Linked DNA regions of Mus musculus: region 2 is linked to region 1. Evidence: chromatin contacts called from public promoter capture Hi-C data. All regions are on one chromosome and are shown on one strand. Each heading gives the region's core, a stretch centred on a gene start, on an enhancer-like site or on the middle of the called end of the contact. The rest is flanking DNA. Distances are from core to core; before and after follow the strand shown.

Region 1 (4,585 bases), core at 787-3,286:
CGTGAGAGGTGGACCTCGCTGAAATATGTGTGTCCCGTCTTAGAAATGCACAGGACACACATGCTCTGAGAGTGTGTGAGCGCAGACAAATGCTCACCAGGAACTGCTCTTAGTGGTGACCTGGAGACACTGCAGAGTGCTGAGCACTGCCTCCATGCCTCCAGTGACCATAGCACTCAGAATGAAGGCAGCCACACTGTGCTCTCACATCAGGGCTTTTACGGGAAGAACGGACATAGGGAGGCAGAGGTGTTCCTAACAGCCTGCTGGGTGCCTGAGCAGCCATGGAAACAACCTGCAGAGAAGAACCCTAGGTGAGGGAGAAAGCGCCTGCACACTGCACCTGAGACAATGCTAACATAAACAGGAGGATGCGGCTGACTGCGAGGAAACAAGCTGATCTAAAGATGGGCAAAGGACAGGGAAACGTCTTTACAGATAGAGCCTCACACTGCTCAGAATGACCTGAACCCCCGACCACTCCGCTTCTGCCTCCCACCCACTTGAAGCTGGGATACCGGGCTATTTTATTCTTACAAATGGTCAATGGGGAGATGAAAAACTACCCTGTGTCACTAAGTCTTAAGGAAATGCAAACTCAAACCTACTTGACTTTACTGCGTGTCTGTCAGAACAGTCACTGCAAAAGAGACGAAAGGTAGGAGCTGTTAAGGGCGTCAAGCACGGCCTCGACACTGCTGTTGGGAATGTGAACTCAGCCTCACAGAAAGCAACACGGGTGTGCCATGATCCAGCAACCACTACCTTGTACAAACATCTACCCAAAGCAATGACCGGAGAGCGTTGAGCATGCCCACACTTAGGACTGTGTTATAGTAGCTAATCGGCAGGAGGGTCCTTTAACTGGTGAGCAGGAAAAGAAAGTAGACTATTACTCACTCTTGAAAAGGAAGGGAAATCCCATCATTTGCAACAGAAGAAACGAATCTGGAGGACCATTCACTGAAAGCAATGTGCCAGGCACAAGCACTGAACAGATCCACTCAGATGCAGTGTCTGAAGTGTTACTGGGAGGGAGGAGCTTTGTGAGTCCTTCTACAACACGTACATTTCGAGACACTGGAAATGCACTTCATACTTCCACGTGCTCCATACTTGGCAGTTAAGTGAGTTAACAGGAAATGGAAAGTGTGAGACATCTGTGATTTGACACTGGTGTCATTGACAAACAAGGTGAAGAAGGCCAGACAGTAAGCCTGAAGCACATGCTGACCCTGTCCACCATGAAGCCTTGATCCCTCTACTCCTCCCATTTCCAAAACCAGCTTGCCTAAGTGTACTTGATGATAACAGGAGGATGGAAAGGAAATGACGTGGAAAATCAAGGAGAGAGGGGGGCTCCTACAAGGGAGTCTAGTATAAAACATCCCATTAGCATCTAAAAGCGAGTCACAAGCCAGGTCAATGAGAGACTGGAAGCAACAGTTAGGCAGCGCTTGGCACCCCTTCAGAGTGCTTTTGGTTCTTACAGAAATGCCATAAGGGAGATGGGAAGTAGCATGAAGCAGCCTTGCTAGCTCAGCAACCCAACAGGCGCTGTCTACCTCCTACAATACCAAGGGCAACAGCCCCCAGCAGGACTGCAGCGGTGATTACACCAGCATCACACTCCCTCAAAACCCCAGCAGTTGACAAGGACATGGCGCACCCCCAGCCTCCCCAGCCATTTTTCTCTGACCTAAAGATTTTGGGGTCCAGGGAACAGACCAAGCAAATGAACTCCACTAGATCATAGACCTATAATCTCCCTGTTTGGATTTTAGCTCTGGACAGGATGGCAGCCACATCCTCTCCACCCAACGCTCTTCCTTTTTGGCAGCTCAAGAAAAGAGCTATTTACAAATCCTGGTCTTCCTCCCTGCGGCTGTCCTCAAGCAGCAAGTCCTGAAGGCTGCTCACCCACAAACACAGCGAGTCTAATGGAGGTGGGGGCGGGGCTCTAAGACAGTCCAGAACATTCCTATACATAGTTTCGGGAGGTTCTGCTAAGCCGCACTTCCTGCCCTGACCAGCAGGATAAACCTAAGCTGACTCTCTGCAACCTTGGAGCAGTCTAGCATATTAGCATCCTTGGGACAGCTTTAGGATTAGGTTAGGGGTCTAGGCTCTGTCCACAGCAGCTGCTCCTACTACGCGGCAGGCACGCTATTTGAACCACTTGCTCACATGGTGGCTTCAAGACTTTCATCACTCAACATTTCCAGAAACTTGAGCCAGATTCACAACCTACTGTGTATCAAAGCCGTTTGCTGTTGAAGCAGCCTTCTCCTATGCCACGGAAGCACCTACATTTAGACAGGGCCTCTGAAAACCTTGAAGATGGCAAGGGAGTACAGGAAGGCGTGGACCATCTCTGGCTCTGAACCTCACCTCGGAGCTTCTTCGCCCTTGTTTCCCACAGCACAGTCACACCTGCAAGCTGAGCAGGGTCTGCAGGGCAGATTGGACTGGATTGGACTTTGTGAACACAACACATCACATTTGGTGAGTGAGGTCTGCCCAGCAAGTCCTGGTCAGGGGGCTGCTCACATGTGTTAACATGTGAAGCATGGCCCTGCACAGAAGGCATGCTAGGAGCTGGAAAGGTCCTTATGAAAGTCTTCATTTAGTGTGAACATGAGTGCATGCATGCACAGGCTCACGTACTTGGTTACACACAGGGAGACCAGAGTCCCAGAGCAGGTCTTCCTCTCTTGCTCTTCATATGGATTGGACCAGGGATTTACGGGTTCAGTTGGGCTGTTTGGCCAGTGAGTCCCTAGGGCCTGTCTTCGCACCCCAGGTTCCAGGTGTGCACCACCACTCCCAGATTTGATGTGATGCTGGGGACTGGAACTCAGGTCCCTGTCCTTGCACACAAGGGTTTTACCCACTGGGTCATCTTCCTAGAAGAAGCCTTCATCTCCAAGGGGCGGATCCTGCCCCATGGCCCACTTGGCCTTCCACAACCAACAGGAAGCTGCCAGATTAGTTTTCGGAGACACAATGACTCCAGTCAGGAGCTGCAGATCTGGGGGGTTTCTGCCCTGTACCAAGATACAGAGTATCTCTGACAAGCTCTCCTAGCCTCTGCACAGTGTCCAATCAGCTTCTTAGCCTTAGATGTACACAGTTACAAATGACAGACAGGGATCCTGGGCACCAAGGAAAGCTTGGGTATGGGAAGGCAACACTAAACACAGAAGCAACTCCTGAGGTGACCTCACTCTCAGCCTGGCCTCTCCAGGAGACACATTACTCTCAATGCTCAAACCATACAGTGCTTTTAGACACCCAAGATCTCAAACTTGACCCCCACGCCTTCTCAGGAAGAACACTGGAGGACACACTGTTCTACAGAACACGTGGGCGGTGAGAAAAGGGAAGATGGGTGGCCGGGAAAGCAGGCCCAGGGACTCAGCCGGCTGGGGAATATCTGCAGGACACAGTGACATCAATCTGCCTGGGACGCAGGGAAACTCTTAAGGGATTTAACAAGTATAGCCGTGGTTTTAGAAGTAAATTCAGAAAACCAAGAGGTCATTAATAAGTTATATGTGAAGAAGAAATGGGATTGTTGTATCCTAAGTGGCTCCACAGATGAACTACTGTGACAGCCACAGTGACACAATCCAACAATGACCACCAGCGCAACATCTGCAGGAACCAAGACTACTAAGTGAAGCCAAACTTTAAGGATAGTGGAACAGGCCAGAGTAACTCGGATTCTCAGGACCCATGCAAAAGCCAGGCCTGGTGGCATGCACCTCTGATCCCAGGTGGGAGACAGGATCCCTGGAACCCAGGCTCAATCCGTGAGCTCCCGGGTCAGTGAGGGAACTTGTCTCACCGGTCCTCACAAATTGGGAGTCACAGGAGGAGAAAGAGGGAGAGGGAGGGGACAGAGGGCCATGACAGCAGTGACTGCTACTGTAGGGGAAAAACAGCAGACACAAGAGGACTGGCAGGCGGGCACTGTTCTGGACGGGAGCAGAGGACCGAGGACTTGCTACCTGCCTGGCTAGAGGAGCTTTAGTAAAGACTGAAATGTAAGTCTGGTTGCATGGGCAAGAAAGACAGTGCCCCACGTCACCTCTGCACACCTATACCCAACACAGCTTAGGAGAGGAGGGGGCCCAAGGGCAGACCCACCCCACACCGACAGGCAGGCTTCTGGGGGGCAATGGCTACCTGGAAACTCCTGGTGCTCTTCTCGGCACTGATTTCCATCACTGTGGTCAGGCAGGTGAAACGCATGCCCTGTACCCTGTCTGCTGATGACAATGGAAAGGGAAGCTGTCATGACTCTGGGGCAGAAGACAGGGCAGACTGAGGAGCACAGCCACAGAGCAAAAGAAGCCTGTGACTTCGATATGACGATCTATGAGGACTCAAAAATAAGTCAATTGTTTAAGCCACATCTTCCATGGGTTCACACTATTGTTTGCAACATTCATGTCTGATGTGACTGAACCTCTCTCAGCAATATGTCACGATTCTCAAGCCTTCACAGTTTCTGACCCTCAGCTGCATGTCAGGCAAGTGTCTGCTCAACTTATAGGAGAACGGTCTCAGGGCTCAGGCA
Region 2 (4,585 bases), core at 797-3,296, 81 kb before region 1:
ACTCCCACATTCATCACGAGTGAAACTATCTGCCCTGTCAGCAAAGCAGAGCCCTCTCTCAGGAAAAGCCTCCGAGCAGCGTGCTCCTCCAGCGGGAAGCCACTCTCCATGGCCCTTTCTGTGGCTCCAGCCCTGGCCTGCCTCGGCTTCCTCATCTGTACAAGCTGTGTCTTCATGAGGATGCTGCCCAGCACGGCATTGTGGTGGCCCGCCCATCACAGTTCCGGAGTTTCCAATCAGCAGCCCTAAGCGGCTGTCAGGGACTGGCTGGTCTGAGGAAGCCCCGGCTGCCCCAGGATTTGTAGCTTGACGGCAGGCACTGGGGTGGGCCCACTGGAGCACTGGAAGGGTCTCTGCAGCAGTAGGTACAGAGCTGAGTCTAAGCCCTGGATGTTGGCCTGGCCTGGAACTGGTTAACTTCTTTTCTATAGTTATAGTGCTGGGCCTTCATTAAGAACCACCCCAAGGATTCTGGGTACAAACAAGAGGTATCACCTTTAAAAAGGTGAGAACCCACTCTCCTGTGCATGAGCCCAGCGGGCAAGGGCAGGGACTGTTGTGTGCTATCCCAAGAGTCATGTGACCAGGACTAATGCACAAAGTGTGCTTGTGAACTCACTCTTAGCTGGGAAAACCTTGGAGGCTTCTGGGGTGGCTCCTCATAGGGCCTGTCTGCTAGAGAGGCGATAATGCGCTTGCGGTGGCCCAGCAGGTGAACTTTCAGGACCTACAGAGGGGCAGAGGAGCAGTCAGTGGGTGGGGTGGGGCGGGACAGGGCCCCCGGCCTCCCAGGGACACTCACATTGACAAGCTCTAGCTCCCAGAGGTTCTTCACAGTGTCGATGGAGCTGTAGCCACTGGACAGGAAAGAGTGGACATAGTCCTGCAGCCCCAGCGAGTCCAGCCATGAGGGCACTGAGGTGGGGCTGACCCCGTCATAGCCAAGGGCCTTCACCTGTGGTGCGAGGAGGCAGGGAAAGCATCCCTGAGTCACAGGGAAAGAACTACCCTGTGCCTTCCCTTGGCACACCACCACTCTGGGATGCAGAGGCTGCTGGGTGTGGGCAAGGAGGTGCTGGTAGGTGAGGAAGACGGGGAGGAGGGGTGAGGATGCTTCTCCTTGAGCTAGCTCCAAGAGTCACTTCCTGAGCTCTGGTGAAAGGACTAAGGGCATGCTGGCCATGACAGTGACAGTCAGGGGTGGTGACTGTGGTCTCAGAGAATGCTCCTCTAGGGCTTCTCTGGGGTCAAGGTAGGCCAGCCTGTCCTCTAATGAGTTAAGAGACTCCAGAGGCGGCTCGAGTGACAGGCCAAGCCCTTGGAATTAGCTCTGTGCCAAGAGGATCCCAGAACCTCCTCAGTTGGCCAGACAAGGCCCTCACTTCCCTGAAGCCCTGCTACCCTCCAAGGGCCTGAGAGCTTTACAGAGAAGCAGGAAGACCCTGGGCCTGCTGGGCTCTGATGAGGGAAGAGACAGGATGAGATCTGCACGTCTCAGAGCCAGGCTCCTTTTCGGCTTTGGGTCTAGGCCAGCGGTTCTCAACCTTTCTAATGTTGCGTGTGACCCTTTAATCTAGTTCCTCATGGTGTGGTGACACTCAACCCTAGAATTATTTTTGTTGCTACTTCATAACTGTAATTTTGCTACTGTTGTAAACTGTAAATTTCTAACATGCAGGATATCTGATATGTTAGATATGACCCCTGTGACCCCAAAGGGGTTGTAGCCCACAGGTTGAGAACCTCTGGTCCATGGGGTCAGGAGGGCCAAGGCCTGGAGTGGTCACCTTGGGCAAGGAGCGTGCAGCCTGCAGCAGCTTCCGCCGGTGCTGTGGGTCACTGATGCCAATCTCCCTCAGGTCCTGCTCTTCCATCACATTAGACCCCTGAGAAAGAGAGGATGTTAGGTCTTTCCTACACGAGGCCTGGTGTCCAGTCAGGTCAGCCTGCCGTGATGCCACAGCAAATGTTTCTCCATCACAGCCACTAAGAGAAGGCAGAACACTGGACGCCCTGGCCAGCAGCCAGAGTAAGCTGTTGGCAAACCTGCCCATGCCCGGAACGCATGGTACTGTGCTCCCCACAGACACACCTTAGCCTGGGGGAGGGACAGATGCTGCAGGAATCAGACAGGACTATTGAAACAGGGCTCACTGCTGGAGGAAGGGGTCCAGGCTAAGCTTTACTCAGCATTCTCGCTGCCTCGCCACTATCTGAACAGAGCAGCCGAGGGTAGAGAAGCTACAGAACCCGAGTCCCACAGGGACAGTGGGGACAGCTGGCAGGCCACATGCCTGCTTCCCAAGTGCACCACACTTGTTAGCCTCTCTGTTAATCTTGGTCACACAGACGGAAAAACTGAGGCACCTGGCCATCAGAATGTTCCAGAATGTATATATGTAGTAGCAGAATTTAGATCTGAACTAAAGCAGTGTGACTCCACCTGCAGGCCTCAGGGCTGACTGACTCCACACCTGTAGCCCTCAAGGCTGTCTCACTGTAACAACCATGAGAAACAATTGTATTTTTTTGTTTTGTTTTGAGACAGGTTTCTCTCACTGGTACTTCTGGCCTAGAACTCAGAGATCCTCCTGCCTCTGCCTCCCAAGGGCTGGGAATTAAAGGTGTGTGCCATCATGTCCAGTTGTGAGAGTAAATTTTATGGAGTCAAAGCTCATCTTGAAATCTGTGTGTCTTGTACATGCAGTACCGGAAGAAGTGCCATGTGGGTGCTGGGAACTGAACTCTGGTCCTCTGCAAGAGCAGTCAGTGCTCCTAACACTGAGCCGGCTCTCCAGGGCTCATCCTGAAGTCTGATCTTTCTTTTCCCCTCCCTGTGAAGGGGTTACAGGTGTGTAACCCCACGCTGGGCCAGATTAAACACAAGCATTGCACCTGCTAGGCCAGAGATGCACAGGGCACCATTTGTGTAAAGGATATGGGCACATGTCTCAAAGTCAGTGCGGGCACCCCACATTGGCAGGAGCTTTGTGAGCAGTAGCCAGCCCATGGCTGCTGTCTCAGGACACCATTCTCATTGGAATGAGAGCTTCATGTCCCGGGCAAGGCATCTATGTGGGGGTCCCTGCTCCATGTTCTGCATGATTTGCACACACAAAGCCCTTTGGTTACTCTCTACCAGGCCTTCCCTGCTTGCCTTTTTGTGTCTTCTTCAGTGAGGAAATAGACCTTTCTCTGTGAGCAGGTTAGTTCAGCTACTTCTCTTTGGCTGCAGGACACACTCCCTGCCCACCATGCACAAATCCCGGGGCCAGCTTCTAGGTGATGTACATATTTCTGTAGTTGATCTGGTAGCTGTCCTTATGGCTCCGCCTGATGACCTTGTTAGCTCTGTCAAGCCCTTCCTTTCACACGCTGAAAGCACTGGGGTCCCACGGGGCATCTCGGGATGCCAGGCTTGGCAAGCCCTTCTAGAGTTATTCTTTAAGCACTGGCATTTTCCTTTGTATATAGTGATGTTCTCAAACCAGCTTTCTTCTCTTCCAGGTAGAAGCTGTTTGTTTCTTTAGTGAGCTGTCTTTCCTACCAACCTGGAATTACATCTGTAGGTCTGGAGTGGCTGCTTCTGGACCTCTTTCTGGATTCTTTCTACCCCACCTTGTACTTAGATGTGCTAAGTAGCTTGGGTCATTGAATGCTGACTATGACCTGGTGGCCCCACCTTTGCCTCTTTAGCTCCTTTGTCCTGGGTATGGGAAAAATATCCTACAGAGGACACCACCAGCCAAAGCTTAAAGAGCTCAGTGGCTCTTGCAGCTGCTTTTCCTGGCCTGTAGAGTGCACCCCTGCCCACCACACACAAGCCCAGACACTGCCCCCACAGGAAGGAGACAGCGTTTGCATCTTGCTGCCCCAACAGACCCTATCCTGACTCAGCTTGCAACCTTTTCCACAATGGCTTACACCTCGATTCCTTACAAAGCTCAGCACCATTCAAGGTCACCAACAGTGGTTACGCGGCATGGGTTTTGGGTCTGTGCTGGTACTTCAAACACCAATGGCTGAGATCCATTGCTATTGGACAGAGGGCTGACTGCATAGAAGCTTAGGTGCTGAACACTCAGACTCTTCTCTAAACAATACATTGTAACAACTGGTTGTCTAGTAGTTATGGGAGGAGGGAACTGGGTGGGGATGGAGAGCTTCGGGAGAGGTGGGGCTCAGCTGGGCGGGCAGCAGTGGGCAAAGACTGGAGGCTGCCACTGGGAACAGCACCAGTCTCCGTCTGTATGTGTCACAGGTCTCAGCCCTGTGTTCCTGAGATCAGCTGGACCTAGGGACCAGTCTATCTCAGCCTCATGTGCCTTCACCATGGGATAAATGACATTTCACAAGGACCGAGGCAGCCAGGCCCCTTGCCCAGGTGAACTAGTTCTTGAGCTGTCAGTCGGTGGCGGCTGCCTTGCTGAGAGGCCTGGGGAGGGTCAGAGACATGGGGGCTGTAGGAGAGGGTTGAGGTGTGTGTGGGGTATCGAGCTCATTTAGAATTGTACTTGGCAAGCATGGAGTATGACCTGAGCTCTCCAGCCTTAGGGTCTCTAGGAGCTCCCGCTGTACACAGCAA

What was found. Capture Hi-C pulls out chosen DNA fragments and counts their contacts.
Region 2: a promoter capture Hi-C map of liver shows a contact between it and region 1, with 1.8 times the contacts expected there. The contact joins two enhancer-like sites. A contact is called at or near these places in 2 of 39 promoter capture datasets (both in embryonic stem cells), 5 of 15 datasets of contacts at CTCF or cohesin (the NIH/3T3 cell line, embryonic stem cells, large pre-B cells and 1 more), 143 of 484 Hi-C or Micro-C datasets (the 63-12 cell line, the AML12 cell line, B cells and 80 more), 19 of 115 datasets of contacts at active chromatin or transcription factors (CD4 single positive thymocytes, the HPC-7 cell line, VIP interneurons and 10 more) and 3 of 9 other capture datasets (adipose tissue, liver and pancreatic islet).

The regions. Positions count from the first base shown.
Region 1 is chr17:27,966,937-27,971,521 of GRCm38.p6, reverse strand. All of the region lies in intron 1 of Anks1 (ankyrin repeat and SAM domain containing 1), which reads right to left. Among named protein-coding and RNA genes, the nearest start is that of Gm35290, 38 kb to the left of the region's middle. Within about 2 kb of position 2,036, at least 32 of the 459 cell types and tissues checked have an H3K27ac peak or open chromatin away from gene starts, as enhancers often do. A contact at or near this core is called in liver, where this site is marked.
Region 2 is chr17:28,047,867-28,052,451 of GRCm38.p6, reverse strand. Anks1 (ankyrin repeat and SAM domain containing 1) reads right to left here. Exons shown (of 25, transcript NM_181413.4): 15 at 1,788-1,886; 16 at 803-955; 17 at 620-727. Among named protein-coding and RNA genes, the nearest start is that of Tcp11, 30 kb to the left of the region's middle. Within about 2 kb of position 2,046, at least 5 of the 459 cell types and tissues checked have an H3K27ac peak or open chromatin away from gene starts, as enhancers often do. A contact at or near this core is called in liver, where this site is marked.